Linked DNA regions of Bos taurus: region 1 is linked to region 2. Evidence: chromatin contacts called from public Hi-C data. All regions are on one chromosome and are shown on one strand. The core of a region is the stretch at or near the end of the contact, and the rest is flanking DNA. Distances in the headings are between cores, read along the strand shown. Region 1 has its middle 6.5 kb from the start of RGS9. Region 2 holds the start of AMZ2 (archaelysin family metallopeptidase 2).

What was found. Hi-C and Micro-C count contacts between places; a contact is called where the count stands out from the background.
Region 1: a Hi-C map of skeletal muscle shows a contact between it and region 2, with 6 times the contacts expected there. The contact joins the enhancer-like site here to the promoter of AMZ2 in region 2. A contact is called at or near these places in 4 of 11 Hi-C or Micro-C datasets (liver, skeletal muscle and an unstated tissue).

What each region holds. Positions count from the first base shown.
Region 1 is chr19:61,985,466-61,989,995 of ARS-UCD2.0, reverse strand. It overlaps a transcript of RGS9 not described here. Among named protein-coding and RNA genes, the nearest start is that of RGS9, 6.5 kb to the left of the region's middle. Within about 2 kb of position 1,490, at least 93 of the 102 cell types and tissues checked have an H3K27ac peak or open chromatin away from gene starts, as enhancers often do. A contact at or near this core is called in liver and skeletal muscle, where this site is marked.
Region 2 is chr19:61,894,730-61,899,330 of ARS-UCD2.0, reverse strand. It overlaps AMZ2 (archaelysin family metallopeptidase 2), which reads left to right and starts at 2,417. Exons shown (of 7, transcript NM_001034481.1): 1 at 2,417-2,440; 2 at 3,183-3,465; 3 at 4,139-4,312; 4 at 4,415-4,543. The coding sequence starts at 3,183.

The DNA.
Region 1 (4,530 bases), core at 241-2,740, 92 kb before region 2:
ACAGTCTCGGAGTAGATGCCTGTTATGAATGCCCCCAGTGTGGTAAAGCAATCATACTCCAATAAAACAAAATACCCCCAGTGAACAAATGGGTAAACAGAGTGGAAAATGGGGGGTAAACTAGGAGGTTGGGAGTAACATGCACACACCACTACATATAAAACGGATAACCAGCAAGGACCTGCTGTACCGCACAGGGGACTCTGCTCAGTGTTCTGTGGCCACCTGGTCAGGAGGGGAGTTTGGGGAAGAATGGACGCATGTACGTGTACGGCTGAGTCCCTTTGCTGCCTGAAACTATCACAACACTGTTAAGTGGCTATACTCCAATTCAAAATAAAAGCAACACAATAGATGACCACAGGCCTACCGTATAGTACAGGGAACTCTAACACTGCAACGGCCTACCTGGGGAAGGACTCCGAGGAAGAGTGGGTATGTGCATGTGTTTAGCTGATTCACATTGATGTACACCTGAGATGAACACAACATTGCACACCAACTGTACTACAATTTAAAACAAGGTTTTTCTTAAAAAACGAGTAGAGGACAAATAATAAGCTGAGGTTCTTAGTACCCCTATGAGGTAGCACCCAGGACTGGGACCTGGGCAGCCCAGCCTCTGACCTCAAACCTCGCCCCCTTGACGTGCTGGGGCGCTCCCACCCGGCACGCCTGGGTCCTGCGCCCACCTCAGACGACTGAGAGCTAGCTGGTTTCCACAGAAAAATCATCACTTTAAAACTGCAACAAACAAAACTGGGTGTTGGGCGAGCAAACCCAACAGACGTTCGTGGGAGGATCACTTCAGAAACGCAGGTTTTCCTCTCCCCTCCACTTCTCTGATTGTCTGCCCAGGATGAATCCTCCACAGATGTTGGATGTTTGTGTTGGATGCTGTGAAGTTTTTTAAACCTAGACGATTCTACTTTTCCTAGCTTCTGTATTTGTATAGTTTCTGTTCTCTTCTTGGACCAGAAAATCCAAGTAAGAGGGTGCTAACAGGAGCCTCTGAACCCAGGCGAACCAGTGGGCCCGAGGGGAAGAGAAGGAAGGTCTGTCTGTGGGCCCCGCAGACCCAGGGCGCCGGAGGGCCGAACCCGGAGGGACACAGGAGCCGCGGGTCCAGCGGCCAGGCCGGGCTTCAGGCCCAAAACTTACTTCAAGGGTGAGACCGCTTTAAAAAAAAAACAAGTCAAGTGTGAGCGAATGGGCGCCAGACTTCACTTCGATAGAGCCCCTATGGCCGCGCTGTGAGAAACGGGGCCCTGGCGCGTTCCCGCAGCTCCACATTTAACGTCGTGATGAGGGCAATTCCCGACTCTTGCCAGCTGCGCCGCCAGGCGCGCACAGGTGCCAAAGGGCAGGGAAGGGCCCCACGCAGAGCCCCGCGCCGCGTCCGCTTCCGCCGCCCGCCGCGCCCGGACCACAGAGACGGGGGTACCGCCCCACCCCTAGAGAGGAAGGGCAGGCCCCGCCGGCGGGCTTCCGGCGGCGGCCACTTCCGGCGGCAGCCACTTCCGGCCCGGCCCCTCCCTGCGCCTGCCCGAGCCTGGGGGGCGCGCGCCAGTGAGGGTGGGTCTGCCCCCCAGCTCCCGCGGCCCTTCCCGAGGGCCTGGCTCGGGGTCGGCCCGTCGACCCCCAGCGCTGTGGACTTGTCTCCTCGTTTCAGCCCCTCGAGGCGACTGGTTTGTGGACAAGAAGGGTGAAAACCCGACCTAAAAGGACGCGAGCTAGGGCTCGTCGTGCTGTGTCGGACCGGCCGCGCGTGTAAAACGCATCAAGTAACAGACACACGCGTGCAGGTGTCGGGGGAAGGCCCTGCCGGCGCCCCGGAAGGGCCCCCCGCTCGGCGCGGGCTGGCGCTCAGAACCGAGCCCCCGCCCGGAAGTGGGCCTGGCGGGGAGACCCGTTCGGAACCCAGCTTCTTCCTCCTCCGGGTAGCGGCTGGCCGCCGGCACCGCTGACCGCCCGGGCTGAGTGCCCTCAGCTGTGAGGAGCGTGGGCGTAGCCATCCTGGCCTCCTGTGTGAGGCCTCCTCCTGCAGTCTTATCGTCCTGTCCTCCTGTGAGACCCTGCCCTACTCTGACCCTGTCCTGTGTGGGACCCTGTCCTACTGTGTGGGACCCTGACCTACTGGAGACCCTGCCCTGTATGTGACCCTGTCCTCCTGTGAGACCCTGCCCTACTCTGACCCTGTCCTGTATGTGACCCTGACCTATTGTGTGACCCTGATCTACTGTGAGACCCTGTCCTACTCTGACCCTGTCCTGTGTGGGACCCTGCCCTGTATGTGACCCTGACCTCCTGTGTGACCCTGCTCTCCTCTGACCCTGCCCTGTGTGTGACCCTGACCTCCTGTGTGACCCTGCCCTGTGTGTGACCCTGACCTCCTGTGTGACCCTGCCCTCCTCTGACCCTGCCCTGTGTGTGACCCTAACGTACTGTGTGACCCTGTCCTACTGTGAGACGCTGTCCTCCTGTGTCATCCTGGCCTCCTGTATGTGACCCTGTCCGCCTGTGAGACCCTGCCCTCCTCTGACCCTGTCCTGTGTGTGACCCTTACCTACTGTGAGACCCTGTCCTCCTGTGAGACCCTGTCCTCCTGTGAGACCCTGCCCTACTTTGACCCTGTCCTGTATGTGACCCTGTCCTGTGTGTGTGACCCTGAACTACTGTGAGACCCTGTCCTCCTGTGAGACCCTGCCCTACTCTGATCCTGCCCTGTGTGTGACCCTGTCCTACTGTGTCATCCTGGCCTCCTGTATGTGACCCTGCCCTCCTCTGACCCTGTCCTGTGTGTGACCCTGACCTACTGTGTGACCCTGTCCTCCTGTGAGACCCTGCCCGACTCTGACCTTGTCCTGTATGTGACCCTGCCCTGTGTGTGACCCTGACCTACTGTGTGACACTGTCCTGTGTGTGACCCTGTCCTACTGTGAGACCCTGTCCTCCTGTGAGACCCTGCCCTACTCTGACCCTGTCCTGTATGTGACCCTGACCTACTGTGTGACCCTGATCTACTGTGAGACCCTGTCCTACTCTGACCCTGTCCTGTGTGGGACCCTGCCCTGTATGTGATCCTGACCTCCTGTGTGACCCTGCCCTCCTCTGACCCTGTCCTGTGTGTGACCCTGACCTACTGTGAGACCCTGTCCTACTCTGACCCTGCCCTGTGTGTGACCCTGACGTACTGTGTGACCCTGTCCTACTGTGAGACCCTGTCCTGTGTGGGACCCTGTCCTCCTGTGTCATCCTGGCCTCCTGTATGTGACCCTGTCCGCCTGTGAGACCCTGCCCGACTCTGACCTTGTCCTGTATGTGACCCTGCCTTGTGTGTGACCCTGACCTACTGTGAGACCCTGCCCTCCTCTGACCCTGTCCTAGTGTGAGGCCCTGCCCTCCTCTGACCCTGTCCTGTGTGTGACCCTGACCTACTGTGTGACACTGTCCCGTATGTGACCCTGTCCTGTGTGTGACCCTGACCTACTGTGTGACACTGTCCTGTATGTGACCCTGTCCTGTGTGTGACCCTGTCCTACTGTGAGACCCTGCCCTACTCTGACCCTGCCCTGTGTGTGACCCTGTCCTACTGTGTCATCCTGGCCTCCTGTATGTGACCCTGTCCTCCTGTGAGACCCTGCCCTCCTCTGACCCTGTCCTGTGTGTGACCCTGACCTACTGTGTGACCCTGACCTACTGTGTGACCCTGTCCTACTGTGAGACCCTGCGCTACTGTGAGACCCTACCCTACTCTGACCCTGCCCTGTGTGTGACCCTGTCCTACTGTGTCATCCTGGCCTCCTGTATGTGACCCTGTCCTCCTGTGAGACCCTGCCCTCCTCTGACCCTGTCCTGTGTGTGACCCTGACCTACTGTGTGACCCTGTCCTGTGTGTGACCCTGTCCTGTGTGTGACCCTGACCTACTGTGTGACCCTGACCTACTGTGTGACACTGTCCTGTGTGTGACCCTATCCTACTGTGAGACCCTGCCCTACTGTGAGACCCTACCCTACTCTGACCCTGCCCTGTGTGTGACCCTGTCCTACTGTGTCATCCTGGCCTCCTGTATGGGACCCTGTCCTACTGTGTGACCCTGTCCTGTATGTGCCCCTCTCCTGTATGTGACCCTGCCCTACTGTGAGACCCTGTCCTCCTATGAGACCCTGTCCTACTCTGACCCTGTCCTGTGTGACCCTGGCCTCCTGTATGGGACCCTGTCGTGCTGCGTGTGACTACTGTGGCATGCATTCTTCAGTGAACCAGATTCACCTTCTCTGACACTGTCAGGCTGCATTGGGGAATATTTCACATAAAGAAGCTTTCACACAGTGTGTTCCTGAGGGGACAATAAAAGATGGACAAGTAAGTTTGGGATCTGAGCTCCAGTCTCTTGCCACAGTTACTGATAGAATATTAAACTGTTCTGAGAAGCTCTGCAGTAATGGAGCTCAGCTGACTTTGTTTAGCTGAGTGGTTTTCAAGCATTTGACCTCAGAGACTTCGGGGTAACACCCTGTTAATAGCCA
Region 2 (4,601 bases), core at 1,168-3,667:
AGATCAGTCCTGGGTGTTCATTGGAAGGAATGATGCTAAAGCTGAAACTCCAGTACTTTGGCCACCTCATGCGAAGAGTTGACTCACTGGAAAAGATTCTGATGCTGGGAGGGATTGGGGGCAGGAGGACAAGGGAACGACAGAGGATGAGATGGCTGGATGGCATCACCGACTTGATGGACGTGAGTGTGAGTGAACTCCAGGAGTTGGTGATGAACAGGAAGACCTGGCATTCTGCAATTCATGAGGTCGCAAAGAGTCGGACATGACTGAGCGACTGGACTGAACTGAACTTTTATTCCAAAACCCTGCTGGGGGCAATGCCACTGCATTTCTTTATCCTTCTAATTTTGTTACAAATTTTCTTTTTGAACAAGGATGACTGGCACACAGACTCATTTCTAATCAGGAGAACCTCTTCCAAGAGGTTACTTGGCAGTGGCAGGACAGGGGCTTGGAATGAAAACCTGAATGTAGAGGCATTTTTGAGTGAATGCTGGGGCGGGGGAGGAGGTGAAAGTGAAGTGAAAGTCACTCAGTCATGTCCCACTCTTCGAGACCCCATGGGTTAGTCCATGGAATTCTCCAGGCCAGAATACTGGAGTGGGTAGCCTTTCCCTTCTCCAGGGGATCTTTCCAACCCAGGGATCATACCCAGGTCTCCCACATTGCGTGGATTCTTTACCAGCTGAGCCCTAAGGGAAGCCCAAGAATACTGGAGTGGGTAGCCCAGCCCTTCTCCAGCAGATCTTCCCGACCCAGGATCCAGGAATCGAACCGGGGTCTCCTGCATCGCAGGCGGATTCTTTACCAGGGAAGCTGAGCCACCAGGCAAGGTGGGGAGGGAAAAGGGGCAGCAGGGATATCTGGGGTTAGGTGCCGGGAGTCGGGCGCCCCTTTAGGACAGGTATGAAAAAAGGTATGGGGAAACGGTTATAAAGGGTTAGGTGTTCCCCGGGCTTCAGGTAGCTGCCAGGACAGAGGGGCTGCGAGCGCACGAACTGGAGGGAGAGTGAAGGGAGCCGGTCAGAGAGGAGGGAGGAGGAGGCCGACAGGAGACCCCCACGTCGAAGGGGAAGGGCCGTGCGAATGGGCAGCACTGGGCTGGGCCGGGGAGCCTGCACTTTGACCCCGCGCCTTTTCAGCCTGCCCAAGCCCTCGGGATCGGAGCTGCCCCTTCCGTCCTGCACTCTGAGGCTGCGGGGCTCAAGTCCCACCAAGGGGCGCGTCCCGGGGAAGAGAAGCCCCGCCCGGGTCGCGTGCCCTGGACGCCGCCTCCACGCCCAGGCCGCGCGTCCACCCGCGGACTCGCTCCCGCGCCGGGGACTCGTCTCGCCTGGGGCGCCGCTCGCACCCACAGCCAACCCGGCACGCGCACAAACAGCTGACCCCGCGGCGCAGGCGTGGCCGGACAGCGGCGCCCCCGGACGGCAGCGCGGAAAGGGGAGCGTGGGGCGGATCTCGGCGCCTGGTCGCCCCCTCGCGACCGCGCTTCGCTCGACGGCGTAGGGGCAGCAGCGGCCACTAGTACTCGGGCTCCTTGCCTGCGGGACGGCCTCGCGCTGGGCGTGGCGGGCGCGGAGGGGCGGGGCGACGGAGCGTGCGTGCTACGGCATTGCGTGCGGGGAGCGTGTGGGCGTGGCGGGGAGCGTGTGGGCGTGGCGGGGCGCGCAAAGGGGCGGGGCGACGGAGCGTGCGTGCTACGGCGTGGCGTGGCGGAGCGGGGAGCGCGGGGGCGTGGCAGTGCGCGAAGGGGCGGGGCACGGCGCAGGGCGCGAAGCGCACGCGCTTTGGGCCGCCGCCGGGGTCGGGAGGCGTTGACGCCTTGCGTGGTGAGGATGACGGGAGGGTACGGGGGGCCGGGCCGCCTGCTGGTGGAGGCGGGGGACAGTCGCGTTCGAGGGGCGGGGGAGGGTGTGAGAGGAGCCGCCGCCGCGGCGGACGCGGGGGCGTCTCGGGGGAGCCGGGCCCGGCCGGGCATCCGGAGGCGGCCTCTGACCCCTGATGCCGCCGTTTTCCCCTCAGGGTAGTGGCTCCCGCGCAGGCGCAGACGGGCCGGCCCGCTAAGGCGGGGCCGCGGCGGGAGCCGCCCCGCGGGTGAAGGTGGGCCGACCGGACGGGACTGGGCCCCACAGCAGCGGTGAGGACCCGTCTCAGCTCCCAGGCGAGCCCAGCCAAGAGAGAGCTTCGTTCTGGAGGTGGCCCTGGACCCCGGAGTTCAGCCCTCAACGGGGACACCCATTCGCTAAAAATCTCCCCCCGCACCCCCATCGTTAAACTGCAGAAAACCCGGTTAGGCAGCGCGGCGGGCTCCGCACACTGACGTCCCGTTTCTCTCCTTCCCTCACCCAGACCCCTCGGGGAGCAGCTGTGAGCCGGTCACGCGGAGGGATGACCTATCTAGGCGGGGACGCCGTGTGAGCGGAAGAGATCTGTCAGCGTGAGTCTGGCTCCTGGTCGGTCCCCTGACGGCTTCCCCAGGGTGACACCACCTCAGTGGCCGAGATCCGTTATCAGCCTGCAGCCAAGTTACAGAAACGCAGGACTTAACATGAGTTGCACTTCCCTTTGGTCGGGAACGTCTTTGAGTCACGTGGGAGAGGATGTGTTTCATGTGGCTCTCATGTGTCAGCTCCTAATATCATTATTACCCAAAGGGCGAGGAAATAGGGAACTGGGTCGTGTCTTAGGGTGACCACGAACGTTTATAGTGGGAGCAGGTTCCCTAAGAGGTGGAGGAATGAATCTCATGATTGTCTTTACACTCTTTCAGATACTCTCCCCAAGAAATTGACTTTTTTTTTTTTTTTTAATTTGGCTGCCGTTGGGTTCTAGGTGCATCCCACAATATCTTCCTTGCGACCTGTGAGGTCTTTCACTGGGCCTCATAGACTCTCTAGTTGTGGCTCACAGGCTTAGTTGCCGCGAGGCATGTGGGATCTTAGGCTTGACTCTGTATGGAACCTGCATCTCCTGCGTTGCAGGTCAGATTCTTAACCACTGGACCACCAGGGAAGTCCCCCTAAGAAACTGATTAGAAACGGTGGAAGCGGGCAGTCCTCTGGTGATGACGCCCAGGCGTTAGCAATCAGTCATTTCATTCTAGGAGAAATAAGTGATGTCTGTAAAGACCCCAGTTTGGATATGCATGGTCTGTGTGACCACGTGTGTCCTTCTGGCAGATGCAAACGGTAGGGCACTCTGAACACACCCTGAAGACGGCCCTCATCTCAAAGAACCCAGAGCTTGTGAAGCAGTATGAGCAGTTGGACCCCGGGGAGCAGCGCCTGCTGAACGAGGCCTTCCGGCCCCGCAGCGATCTCTTTGGACCCATTACTTTGCATTCTCCATCGGACTGGATAATCTCCCATCCTGAGGCTCCGCAAGACTTTGAACAGTTTTTCAGTAATCTTCACAGAAAGAGCCCTTCTCCGGGGAAGCAGACTATTTACATACAGTGCATTGGTGCGTCTTGCCAGTATGCTGGGTTTGGTTTGGTTTTGTGATGGTGCTGTTGCCGTGGACAGTTTGCCTTGTCCGTCTCATTCAAGTGGGCAGTTTTTATAATCATTTTTGACATTCGTTCCCACAGTGGAAGTTTGGTAACCAAACTGCCTTGAAAGAGAAGGTTTTGTTTTGTTCAAAAAATTTTATTTATTGACTGTGCTGGTTCTTCGTAGCTGCACATTTGACTTCTCTAGCTGGGGCAAGCAGGGCCTGCTTTGTAGTTGCAGTGCATGGGTTTCTCATTGTGGTGCCCTGTTGGAGAACGCAGGCCTAGGGCGTGCGAGCCTTGGTAGTTGCAACACATGGGCTCAGTAGTCTCTGCTCCTGAGCTATCGAGCACAGGCTCAGTGGTTGTGGCACCTGGGCTTAGTTGCTCCCAGGCCTGGGGGATCTTCCCAGACCAGGGATCCAGCCTGTGTCTCCTGCGTTGGCAGGCAGGTTCCTTACCATTGAGCCACCAGGGAGTCAGGTTTTCTTTCTAATCTGTGTTCACCTTAGTGAACGGTAACTGTGTATTGAAAATCTAGAGTTTGTTTGTTCCTAATTCCACATTTCTAACTGTAGACTGAGGTAAAGACTGTTCTGATCATCTCAAAATCTCTCTTTAAATTTTCTTCTGTATCTGTCATAGGATTGCTGGGAAACACCAGAAGTATCAGTGAAGAATATTTGAAATGGCTCAAGGGCTACTGTGAAGCCTTCTTCTACGGGTTGACAGTCAAACTCCTAGAGCCGATTCCTGTCTCTGCAACCAGATGTTCCTTTAGAATCAACGATAGCACACTGAACCTTCAGATTCATGCAGGTGAACGGGGCAGCCTTACAGCTTGAATTGAGTAAAGTATGTAGGTATATGTACACACACACACACACAAATATATCTTAAACATAATTTTTTTTTTAATAGGGCAGATCCTGACGTTCTTAAAAAAGAAGAAACCCGAAGATGCCTTTTGTGTTGTGGGAGTAACGATGATCGATCTTTACCCAAGAGAATCCTGGAATTTTGTCTTTGGACAGGCTTCTTTGACAGAGGGTATTCCTTTTTGACATTGTTGGTAGAAACTTGCTCAGCTTGAGACTCTTTGTGAAGA